Linked DNA regions of Columba livia: region 1 is linked to region 2. A link is a contact called in public Hi-C data. All regions are on one chromosome and are shown on one strand. The core of a region is the stretch at or near the end of the contact, and the rest is flanking DNA. Distances in the headings are between cores, read along the strand shown. Region 1 holds the start of HIPK3 (homeodomain interacting protein kinase 3). Region 2 overlaps HIPK3 (homeodomain interacting protein kinase 3).

Region 1 (6,193 bases), core at 2,059-4,558, 59 kb before region 2:
CCTGGACACCTTCAGTGGTCACAACAACATGTTAACAACCAACACGCTTCTGCGGTGTTTGGATTTCATCATTTCTACCTGGGAAACTAAAGTGAAGTCTGCACAGCTCTGTGTACGAGCTGACAAGGAAAAACTCTGCTTTGTTAGCTCTGACGTTCGATGCAACTCACCCAAGGAAACCCTCTCCTTTTTAGCTGGGTGAGTTGAATCTGCTAAATGGGAGGTTCAACACCAGTGCCACTGGAGAGTTGTCACTGGGAGAATTTCGCTGGATGTGTGGATGTTGTAAGAGACCATTCTCCCCTTTTTAGTCGCAGTGAACTTTTAGGCTGCTCATGGTTTCATGCAACTGCACTCTATGTTATTAGTGGCTGAACAAAGGGAGTGGTGGATGGAATTACAGCCCCGTGTCCTTATCTTTGTGGTTTTGCTCTAATAGCAGAGCCATGTTCAGGACTCCAGTTTGATCAAGAATTAAGAGTCCAGCTGATATAAACAACTCATAAGCTGATAAAAACAACTCACGCTGGCCGTAAAAAGTGTTTTGGTGATGTAGCTTGTAGCAGTTTGATGAGTAAAACAAATTGTTCTAGCCAAAGCATTTTCTGTCTGTCTACACTTGGGATTTTGATAACAAAAATAGCACAAAATGTCATTGGTAGGTGTGCTGCCAAAAGCTTCTAGCCTGCATTTGTCCTCAGATCATTTCTTTTTGCTGCATAATAGAGCTGTGTCTATTGGAAATATCTTCTTCTGTAACTTATGCTTCTTCTTTCTACTCCGAGCACTCGCACCTGACTGCTGCTTCTCCTCTGCAAAGGTGTAGAAACGAGGAGGAACAAAGAGCCTATGGAGGTGTGTGTTTCAGTGCTGCAGTTTATAAATTAATCTAAATGACATAGGCCTCCTTCCACTGGGTTACTTAAGTACTTTGAAACAAAACACTCCCCTCCAAATGGTATCAGTAGTCCCCATTACTTACAGGTGTAACAGGAGTTTCTGTATTAACCCTTCAGTCGCCTACCAGCACAAAAATACCTGCCAAGAGAAAATTGGGGCAAGGAAGTGTTTACTGTTTTACAGATAACAAAAATATCATATGAGGGCTTCTCAGACACAGTTGTGTTTAACCTTCGATAGAAATGTTTATCAGAGTGTTTAAAACGTGTGTAGCCTTACCATGCGTTGTGGGCGGTTAGAAACTCTTCTGTGGCCCAAGTGCACCTTACGAGCAGTTGACTTCACAGGTCCCTTCCCATCCAAACTATTCTGTTACCCTATGATTCTGTGGCTGCAGGAGGAGATTCAGCCCTTCAGTTTGTGATGGCACCAGCCAGACCTTTCATGCCCTTTGGGCCCCTTTAGTCCCGCGTGTGATGGAATTTGCGCTGAACACAAGGAAGCCTTTAATCCAAATGGCTCCCCAGAAAGGACAAATAACGGGTCTTCAGAGAGATGCTGTGCTGCACAAAAGCAACTGAAGGAGCTTCAAAGAGATTTGAGAGTTTGATTACACGCTGCTGATACTCCTGTTGCAGGCAAGTCTGGCTTGATCTAATTAACAAAAACTGGAACGTGCGGACAGAACTGGCAGTGGTGAAATGTTTTGGGAGGCTCTGTTGTTTAGCGAACATCTGGAGAGAGACCAGTATAACAAGAGAGGTTAATCACCCCAAAATCACTCCCTTCTTTTCTAAACCTACATTAAAATCTCTTTCTGAATGCTGGTGGAAATTGTGCAAGTGTTTCAGTGGAGCGTTGGATTAATAATTTTCTGGTTTTAGAGGATCAGTGTCATTCAAGTTTACAACTATAGGAAACAATTACTTTGCAAATATAATAGGCCCAGGCAGGATCTCTCAGCAAAGCATATTTTAATAATGATTTTGCAAGACCAGGTGTTCTACCTAAAGGTAGGCACACCTAATAGGGCAAAAAGCCCCTGCTTATATCTCCCCAAAAATCACAGCTGCAATTTCCCTCCCCTCTTCCCCATCGGTTGGGTACTTCAGGGTTTACAGACTACCCCGGTGCATAAAATACCCTTCCCCTTATCAATATGTAGTCCTGGTACTTTGGCTACACTTCCCCTAAATTAACTTGTAAATACAGGTATCAGTATATATTCCGGGAAGAGACTGTGTTTTACATTAAGGATTCATAGTCTGATGTCTCTTGGTCCTTCCCCCTAAATTAACTTGTAAATACAGGTATCAGTATATATACAGGTGTCAGTATATATTCCAGAAAAAGACTGTGTTTTACATTAAGGATTCATAGTCCGATGTCTCTCAGTCCTTCCCCCCTGCTGGGGTCAGGTGCCAGGTCCTCAGTTATGTAAAAACAACAATTCTTCATTAAATGTTCCTTACACAACCATATCTGGATTGTTCTGGTTATCAAATGATAAAAAATGACATGGTGAGGAATTTTTTTTTCCTGTAGATCACAAGCATTTAATTTGGGGTGATATGTATGCCAATTTATGTTTGAGGATTAAATACACTTAAAGATTGAATCTGCGTGTACTTAATGCTTTATATTGTTAAGTCTTTATTTAGAGTTTGTATGGTTAAGCAATCAATAATGTTTATCAACATCTGAAATATTTTAAAATAATTATATGTTAATAAAATGTATATCTGAATAATTCTGTAGGACGTTGTTTTTAGGAGACGTGTGAAGAGAAGCTTGATTAATATTTATAAAATTAGTAAGCACAAGATGTAATGAGCGGCTCTCGAGAGCTATAATTTACTAACATTGACACCTACCTATTTTTCCCCACCCCTAAAATGTCTGTCTCATTATTTACAAGACTGAGTATTGGTGGTGGTACAGTAGTAACTTCAATGTTACGGTTTAGTCCTTCTATACAATGACTCTTGTCTTTTCCAATTAATTAATTCAAATTCTGACTTGGCATCCTGACAATCTTTATTACAAGGATTGGACCTAAATAAAGGTTAAAAGCATGCAGGCACGCGTTGAAAATACTAGAACAAGTAGTGAGAGAAAAATAGGAGAGTACATGTAGTTGTGCAAGTAAATAAAGAAATTGTTGGTTATTTTTGGCAAGAGGTGGAGAACCACGTGATGTCCAGTTGTAGCTGTAGCCAAGGATTTATCTTGGGGCCAACTACTTCATAAGCAAACAGTAATTCCTTTTTGGCCCCACATCAGCTGTATACTATTTAGGGTCAAGAATGCTGTTTGCAGAAGTTGACCAGTCCTACAACCAACCACTAATATTTAAGTGATGTATAATATTAGGGGCATGTAGTTACTGAGGGTGTATCCTGTTATTTTGTCAAGAGTTGAGCAAGGCACAGTGCTGGACTATAACGTGGGGCACAAAATGGTTATGTTTGCTCCGTCCTGTTACTCGTAGAGTGAGTGGTGTGTTTGATGGTGTCCGGCTAAAGCAGCAGGGACTGCTCATCAGGGAAAGATGGCACACCAGATCTAGAAGGTTGGTGCTTCACAGTTATTTTTTCAGGGCTGGGGAGGGGTGTCTCTTTATCTTATAAAGCAAGAGCATGGATTTGGGGTTCATGTGTTCATTCTCACGTTGTCATCATCCAAACCGCAGGTCTTGAGAATCAGGTCTTTTCCGTGACATCGATTTCCTCATCATGCACGTTATGTGAACGTTACTGTAGTTGGCAGGCAATGAGATGGGGAAGAAGAGCTCACCGTTTGGTGTTTGATGATTAGGACTGTCAGGGGTTTTGCAGGTGCTCCTTAGAGAGCTCTCACAAAGCATGGGGTTGCGTTCCTGCAGGTAGTGACAGAGCGGGGCGGGCAGAGGAGCGTTAGCGCCAGGAGCATCTCAGATTGTCCCCGCACGGCTTCCCGGGGGCAGGTCCAGGGACAGGGGGTCCTGCCCGGGCTGAGCTGCTGCCGGGGAGGCGATGGCCGCTCACCTGCCTCGCCTCGTCGGGGCGAGAGGGCCGGGTAAGCGCCGGGCGTTACTCACAGCGCCGGCGGCCAGCAGCGCAGCTCCACCGCCGGGAGAGTTCGGTTTGTGCGCCCAGGGGCTGGCGGAGCGCTCGGCCGCGGGGAGCGGAGCGCTCGCAGCGCCGGGAAGGCAGCGCAGGGCGGCGGCCCGGGGCGGCTCCCGGCTGCGGCGGGCGTCGCTCGGCGGGGCCGGGCGGGGGCGCTGCCGCCGAGGCGCGGGGCCGGGCCGGGCCGGGCGGCGGAGCAGGCGGGCGGCGGGAGGGCCCGGCTGGCTGGGCGCGGGCCCGGGGCACGGAGGAGCGGGGCACGGCGGAGCGGGGCCTCGGTGCGGCGCGGCCCGCAGGCCCCCCCTGCAGCACCCGGCGGGGCCTCGTCCCGGCGCTGCGGGGCGATGGGCGGCGGCGGGCGCCGCTAGGCCGCCGCGGGCAGAGCAGCGGTGGAGGCGGGAGGAGGTGGAGGAGGCGGTGGCCGGGGGCGGGCTGGGTCCCTCCCCGGGAAGATGAGGCGGAGGCCCGGGCTGCCGAGCGGGCTGAGCTGGGGCTTTTCCCTCCCAGCCGCCAGGACAAGATGGCAGCGGCCGAGGCGGCGGCGGCAGGAGCGGCGGGGGTGAGAGGCTGAGCCCGGCCGGAGCGGCGCTTCCCCGTGGCGCTCCCGGACATGCCCAGGGCGGCAGCGGCAGCTCCAGCTCGGACGCCAGCGCGGCCCGATCCGTGAAGGTGAGCGGCCGGGACAGCAGCGGGGCCGGTCCCGCCGGGCGGAGAGGGGCGCTGCCCGCCCTGGCGGCTTTCGCCTCCTTCCCATGGGGGGCTCCGGGGCGTGGGGTCGGGCCTGAGCTCCCCTCGCTGCCCCGCGGTGGGTGCTGCGCCGCCTGCGCTCCGTGCGCCCCTGCCCTTGCCGGAGCGGGCGGCGCCGCTTCCCCTTCCCGTCACCCTCGACGGCGCCTGCTGCGCAGCGTCCCCGAAGTTTCCCCTTCCCCGCTGCGGGGAAGCGCTCGCCCCGACCTCCCGGCGCGGCCCCAGCTGCCGGGCGAGGCCGCCGCCCGCCGGGGGAAGGCGTGGCTGCCCGCCTCGCCCGTTACCGGCGGTGAGGCCAGGCGGGCTCCGTTGTGCCCCACTCCACTCCCGGGCGCGCCGCCGCCGCCTCCCGGTACGGTGCGCTCGGGTCGCCCGGGCGCGGCAGCCGCTGCTCCCGTTACGGGTCGCGCTCTCGGTTGCCTGCGCCCCGGTGGCTCCTCGTAGCCACGGCCGGACCCGAGCCCCGAGAAGAGACCAGCGGGACTCGCTCCCCTGCGCTGTAGGGGAGCAAGTGGTGCGGAGGGGCCGGGATAAATAAAAACAACTGGAAAGGAAGTTGGCGCTGTGAAATTTGGTCAGTTACCAAGAACGAGCTCTGTAAAAACAGAGGGGGTTATTGCTGGTGGCTTTAACACAATGGTGATTGCAGCAGGGATTGTGCTGGGTTTGTTCTGGTTCTTGTTTTGTTGCGGTGTCAATTATAAAACTGGCAGATGCGTTTGCGTGTGTCTAACGCTGTAGGAAATCGTGGTTTTCTTTTTTTAAAAATTTATTTGCATCAAGCCCTCAGTCGTCAGTGCTATGTGCTTACATACATACAAATATCTTTCTTTTGAGGGTATACTTCAGTTACTAACTGTTGCGTCTGGCTCAATACATCGGTGCCAAAACTGCGATGGTTTCCTTTTTTGTTAACTTGGTAAGTTGTTTTGACACTCCCAGCCTTGCCTTCCCCGAAATTATGTGCCTCTCTGATGCTTTTGCATCTTCCTGCTTGCGTATAGCCTTGTTTATTTCTGTTACTTTAGTATCTTTCAATTGTGGGAAAACATATTATTAACATGAGAGGCAATTGTATTAAGTAAAGCTGCAGTTGTTGATAACACTGCATATTTCTGTGATTATTCCCCCCCCAGTATTACCTCCCATTACATCATTTGCGAAAAGTTTGTGCTCTGATTGATTTCACACAAAGTAGGAAAGCTTGACTGGACTCTGAGGACTTAGTTTTTGACATAGCAAATTAGCTCTGTTATGGAATTATTGTTAAAGGTTTCTATCAGCTAAGTTTAAAACTCACACAGTAACTGTCTAGTAAGTGTGGCAGCCAGCAAACAGATTAATTAAGCATCTGGAAAATAGGTCAAGACTGTATTATGAAGTGGCATGGTGAGATCGCAAATAAATAGAGCAAAGTGTTAGCATGGACTTACCAGGAG
Region 2 (5,867 bases), core at 1,603-4,102:
AATCTTAAAACCAAACCTGCCTCCTGGTGCTGTCTGTGCTGAAGGAGGAAAATTGTAACGGAAAGTGGTATTCCAGCTCATAAATCACTGTTGGGTGACCACATTCGTTCTCTAGGATTTAACTGTTTGTTTTGTACATCAGTATTTAAAATACTTACACCAACTGTTGTGTATGTGAAGGAACAGAAGTATCAAAATAACAAAAGAGAAAGCAAAGAGAAATCAATCAGAGTCTCTCTGGGTTTTGGTTTGTTTTTTTACAGTGATACAATGTTGTCTCTGTTTGGAGTTAAAGGTCTGAGTTTGAGGAAATGTGTAAAATACAAATAATAGAAACCTGTGATATATAAAAATATGAGCACACAAGAGAGTTTCATTATATAACTTTTTGCTGGGCTTTCGGCACTTGCTGTGTGATTTAGAAACCACCTGTTGTAATCCAGTACTGTGATCACTCACATGTGAAATTCAGTAGATTTGGTCTTTTGATTTAGAAAATGAAAGTGGTCAGCAAAGCAGCATACAAATATACAATTGAAATATTAATATTTTTAATGGGTTTATTAGGCCATTAAATACAAAAAGTTACTTTGTAGTTGTACATATCCTTTAGTGTCAACTTCTAAACTCAGCTTTCCTTTTCTCTTTTGAGACATTGGAAGAGCACGAGGCAGAGACAGGTATGAAGTCTAAAGAGGCCAGAAAGTATATTTTCAACAGTTTGGATGATATAGTGCATGTGAGTATTAAAGCATTCTTCCTTTGCAAATGAAATGTGTGATTTTAAAACATTTTACTAGTTTGAAATAAACACCTTTTAGAATATTATTTGTTATCAGTCTCATCTATTCTTTGTGTATGTTGCTCCGAGGAAAATGTCTGGCTATGCCAGTCCTTTGGGCTTTTAATAAAGATCTTCCTTTGTCATTGCTAGTTTTAAACAGTGGTACTTGTCTTTGTGGGGGGGACACCCTTTAATTTTAAGTATAATGTGTACTTTCTCTTCTACCTTTTCTGCCATTCTGGGAAGAAAAAAAGAACACGTATGGATCGTACAATCTTAACTAGAATAACTTCCAATATAATTCTGCTATCTTAAGAATATAATTCTCAGCACAATTATTGTTTTCTCACTTTTCTTTAGCTTGATAACTCTCCCAGTCAATAGCAAAAGGAAATTGTTAATTATCTTCCATATCCTGAAAATATTTTTACAAGATTGGCATTAAAACGTTTGAAATTCTTTTTTTTGAAGATTATTTCTGTAGTTTAAGTTAGACCACATAAAGGTCTTTATCCCAAATCTTTTTAAGTTGCAAGTCCCAGACTGGAATGAAGCCTTTATGGGTTTTTAGCTGAGTGGGGAGCAGTGTTTGTGCAGAACGAAGTCACTGATGCCAAGCAGGCCGCACTGGGATAAGCTGGCAAATGCACTGTGCCCCAAACATCATTTAATATTAGTATTTTATAGCAGGAAGCAGTAACAGGAAGAGTTAAACCAACATGCACTGTTTTGTTCAACGCCAGGTGAACATGGTGATGGATTTGGAAGGAAGTGACCTGTTGGCGGAGAAGGCGGATAGGAGGGAGTTTGTCAGTCTGTTGAAGAAAATGTTGCTGATCGACGCTGATTTAAGAATCGCTCCAGCTGAGGCCCTGAACCATTCTTTTGTTACCATGAAGCACCTCCTTGATTTTCCTCATAGCAACCAGTATGTAACACACAAAAATTAATTTTTTTAAAATCTCCATTGTAGTGATTCATATGTATAATAGTGTTGTTTCATCTGCTATCAGAGATAAAAGTGTTTTGTCATTTTTTTAACATCTTAAAAAATTCTTCCAAGTGCTTGCGATATTAGATGCATCTACTTGCTCAAGGAAACAGAGTAACTTTTATTTCTTTTCTGGAAAGTAACATGTAGAGCAATAGTTTTTTGAGGTATCATATGCCCAATTGATAAAATTCCAACACTGCAGAAACTTGGGCTTGATTTTTAGGAGTATGAGAGCTAGGGTTGGAATTTCCTCTTGAGGTAAATGTCTCAAATCCCTTCTTTTATGCATTGGTTAGTATGGAATATATTGAAGTTTAGTTCTGGAATTGTGTATTTCACTGTGGGTTTTCTAAAGTGAAAGCATTTCAGTGGAAGAAAGAGCTGTCCATCCATTTAATTTATTATCTTTCCTGTTTCTATGCAGCTGTTAGAAAATTGTATTAGATGCACGGGGCAGGAAAAAGTATTGTTCTGTATTTTAATGTATGTCATAACAAAAGCTTGACATGAACATAGTAATAGCGGTATTTCTTTTTTCTGCTTCTATGTATGATGCCATTCTGTGAAACTGGAAACTGCGGTCTTCAACCTTTTTTCCTTTTCTTGTTTTGTGGAATTGATTTATACATTTAGCAACATGAAATTCTAATTAAACCAAGTTATTTTCTGTTTTTTTATAGAGTGAAGTCCTGTTTTCATATCATGGATGTTTGCAAATGCAGATCAAATTTGTACGACTCAAGTAATCGCAATAAAATGTCACTTATGAGACCAGTTGCCTCAGGCAGTGCAGCTAATCTGACTGCGAGTTTTACCAAAATCAGCCCAGTTAGAAGTCAGGTAAAACCTACCTTTTAAACTATAAATTCATGTAATGCAGTTTCTCTAGTTAATTTCATAATTGAAAAGTATATCTGGTAAGTGACAAGATCTTGTGTCCTTTACTCTCATTTTTTCCTGTTGGTTTCATAAACAGTTTAGAATTCCATATGTTTCAAGATGAAGTTACAAGCTGGGATTGCCCTAGCAAAGCACTGCTGTGTTAGAGTGCCCTCCGGTGGCCAAATGGGATTGTTTCCTGTGAAATAGATTTAAAATTTTAATTTTTATTAGTTATTTTAGCAGTTTATTATATAAGCTGGTGAGACAAGTGTGTGAGGGATTGATTCGTGGTTAGAATGTGTTATAATATGATATTGAATCTGTTCCCATAGGCGTTAACTGCATCTGCCCATTCAGTTTTGCACCAAGGGATCCCACTGCAGGCAGGAACGGCTCAGTTTGGTTGCGGTGATATTTTCCAACAGGCTTTGATCATATGTCCTCCGACTATTCAAGGTATGTAATGGATACAGTTCTTGAAATATGAGCATTTATGTCTGGTAGCGGTATTTGAGTTTTTCATTATATCCACTTAAGCTATACATATTAAAGAACTTAATTATGTCATTAAAAAAAATTGCGTGTGAGTCATATTCAGATACATAGCACCTTTCTGAAAGAAATAGTAAATCAGCATGTGCAGAAAATGATTTAAGCAATCCAGAGCCCAGCTGCATATACCGCACACACATAAATACGTGTGTGTATATATATATATCTGATAAAATAGAGGGACACAATATGGAAGCCGAAGCAAGAAATGAGGATATTCTGAAATGAAATCTGAGAGGTAAAAAGAGAGATGAGGGGAATGTGATGGGTTTTTTGGTTGTGCATTTTATTTGTTTCTTTTGGTGTGGTAGGGTTTTTTTTTGTTTTTTGGGGGTTTGTTTGTTTGGGGGTTTTTGTTTGTTTTGTTTTTGGTTTGTTTGTTTGGTTTTTTGTTTTGTGTGTGGGTGTGTGTGTTTGTTTGTTTCCCCAACTATGTCCTTAGGTATCCTAGGGATGAGCATAAGAAAAGATAACAGTTCTTGTGATAAATCTGTTTGCATAATAAAGTTGGTTTTTTTTAATTGGACATCCGAGTGAATGTTTGGGAAGACATCTGGAAATTTGGAGCTTAATTTAAGGATGTAGCTGCCCTAGGTAAACAGTGTCACATTTACTGTTCTATGGTTACGATGAAGCAGGAGAGCTAGGTAGAACTGCCACAGCTTTCTGATGGCTGAAAAACACCTAACTAAGTCTTTGAGAATGTTGTTTGCATTGTGCTATGAGGAGGAAAGGGCAGCTTGGCTGAATTCTCCTGTATTACAAAGGATAAGATGGGTTTAACTTCTGTATTTATGGAAAGAAGTAATTGTCAGATGGTTTGGTTATCACAAACATCTGGAAGACTGTGAGGTGGAAATGCTGGCACGGAAGTATTTCTGCTGTGTAGGAAATGACCAAATAAGGATATGCATCTCAAAAAGTACACATGGTAATGCAGTTGACTTCTGTTTCCGTAAACAAATGCATTTGCATCATACAAACGTAGGTCTTGTTTTTTGAGGAGTCTTTAAGTCCTCAGTTAGGTCTCAGACCTTATCGAGCAAAACTTGTTTTTCTGTTATAATGAGCTTATCAGAGAGGAGTTGATGAAAAACAGCCTTTCTCTTCCTAATGATAGTCATTTATAGAGTGAGACAAGTAGTTTGTATCATTTGCTTATTAAATTAGCTAGGTTATAGTCTTAATTTCCAAAAATGCAGTTTATCTGTCTTGGTGATGTTCAGATTTATGTTGTGGAGATAAGATCTTGAAATGATGGAGTTTATAGGAAGTAGGTTTTTTTTAAACAATTATTTTCAAAGTTCTCTTTAGTTCTCACTCCACAATTAGAAGTTATCGAAATCACACTGAATTCACTATGGGGGGAAAAAATCCCCACCGCACTTTTAACCTAAACTTAGAGCCCAGGATGTCTGTATCTCTTTAGAGTAAGACAGCTGCAGCAGACTTTATCAGTAATGGTGTTTGTGGTGGCTGCATCTGCCTTGGGTCCCAGACACTCATGAAAGCTCGGAGTATTGACTGATTTAAATGTGTAGCTTCATACACATTTCCTTCTGAGCTGCGAGTATGGCTAAGTGATTTCTGATTATAATTGTATCTATGCTTTACACACCGACATATTTCATAGTTCAAAAACCCTATTGTTTTGATTATACCCAGATGAATAAACTGATGACAGGGAAGGAAACAGTACAGGCAAACACTTTATCTGTGATCTGTATATTCTTATTATGATGATATATTTCCAAATTTAAGTTCTTTTACAGCTTGAATGAAGGGAATATATTGTTTTAATCACGTGGGTAACAAGTTGCGTTGCTGGCATGGAGGGAAAGGGATATTAATGGTATCTGGCACTGCTTCAAGGTTTCCGTGCTTGGCTGCTTAGTCGAATATCTGAAGTTCTAAAGCTCGCTTCTTCTGCCAGAGTTAAGATGTTGCTGTTCTGGTTGGACGCATGGAAAAAATTAGTCAACAGCATTTCAAAATTAAAATCTTTGGACTGCGTGGTTACAACTTAGTATTGTGTTATGACATGAGAGAATTACATCAGATGAAGATTTTCTTTCATCCTTTATTGTAAAGATTAAAAAAAAAAACAAGAACACAACAACAAAACCAAAATCAAACACTTTAATCTTTAGTTCAGTAGTTCTTTAGTAGTTACCTCTGAAACAGCCATTGCTTAGTCTTTGACTAAAGCACAAGATGCAAAATGTATTAGGAGATGAAATGAGTATATTTGCCTAGTCAGTATGTTCTTCTAGCATAGCTGTTTGTTGCAATATTGGATGAAAAAATTTCCTCTTTCATTTTAGTTTAACATTTTTATCTTAATATGTTTTTGTTGGTAGTAAACATTGCAGTGTTGCTATAAATTCCTGTGACAATAGAATCTCTATAAAGCATGAAATTTGTCATTTTCCTATTATGCTCTTGTGATAATATTCCAGTTTGCATTAGTTTAATGAAAGGAGGAATGGGATTATGGATTCTACCAAAAAGATTTTATGGCATACACGGAAAATTTTACATTGTTTCCCACAAAAGAGATGGTAACAAATAGGGGCATTATATATGTGGCATTGCCAGCTATCAGAGCTAAGAGGAATGGATTTCAGCTGGCTGGAAACACAGAGCATGAGATGT

The links. Hi-C and Micro-C count contacts between places; a contact is called where the count stands out from the background.
Region 1: a contact with region 2 is called in a Hi-C map of crop, with 2.8 times the contacts expected there. The contact joins the promoter of HIPK3 here to the enhancer-like site in region 2. A contact is called at or near these places in 2 of 2 Hi-C or Micro-C datasets (crop and liver).

Annotation. Positions count from the first base shown.
Region 1 is chr5:60,769,613-60,775,805 of bColLiv1.pat.W.v2, reverse strand. It overlaps HIPK3 (homeodomain interacting protein kinase 3), which reads left to right and starts at 3,308. Exons shown (of 16, transcript XM_021301199.2): 1 at 3,308-3,472. It overlaps LOC135579617 (a long non-coding RNA gene), which reads left to right. Exons shown (of 4, transcript XR_010473119.1): 4 at 1-3,129.
Region 2 is chr5:60,710,091-60,715,957 of bColLiv1.pat.W.v2, reverse strand. It overlaps HIPK3 (homeodomain interacting protein kinase 3), which reads left to right. Exons shown (of 16, transcript XM_021301199.2): 5 at 653-739; 6 at 1,528-1,712; 7 at 2,459-2,618; 8 at 2,993-3,116. Among named protein-coding and RNA genes, the nearest start is that of KIAA1549L, 18 kb to the right of the region's middle. Within about 2 kb of position 2,852, at least 1 of the 3 cell types and tissues checked has an H3K27ac peak away from gene starts, as active enhancers do.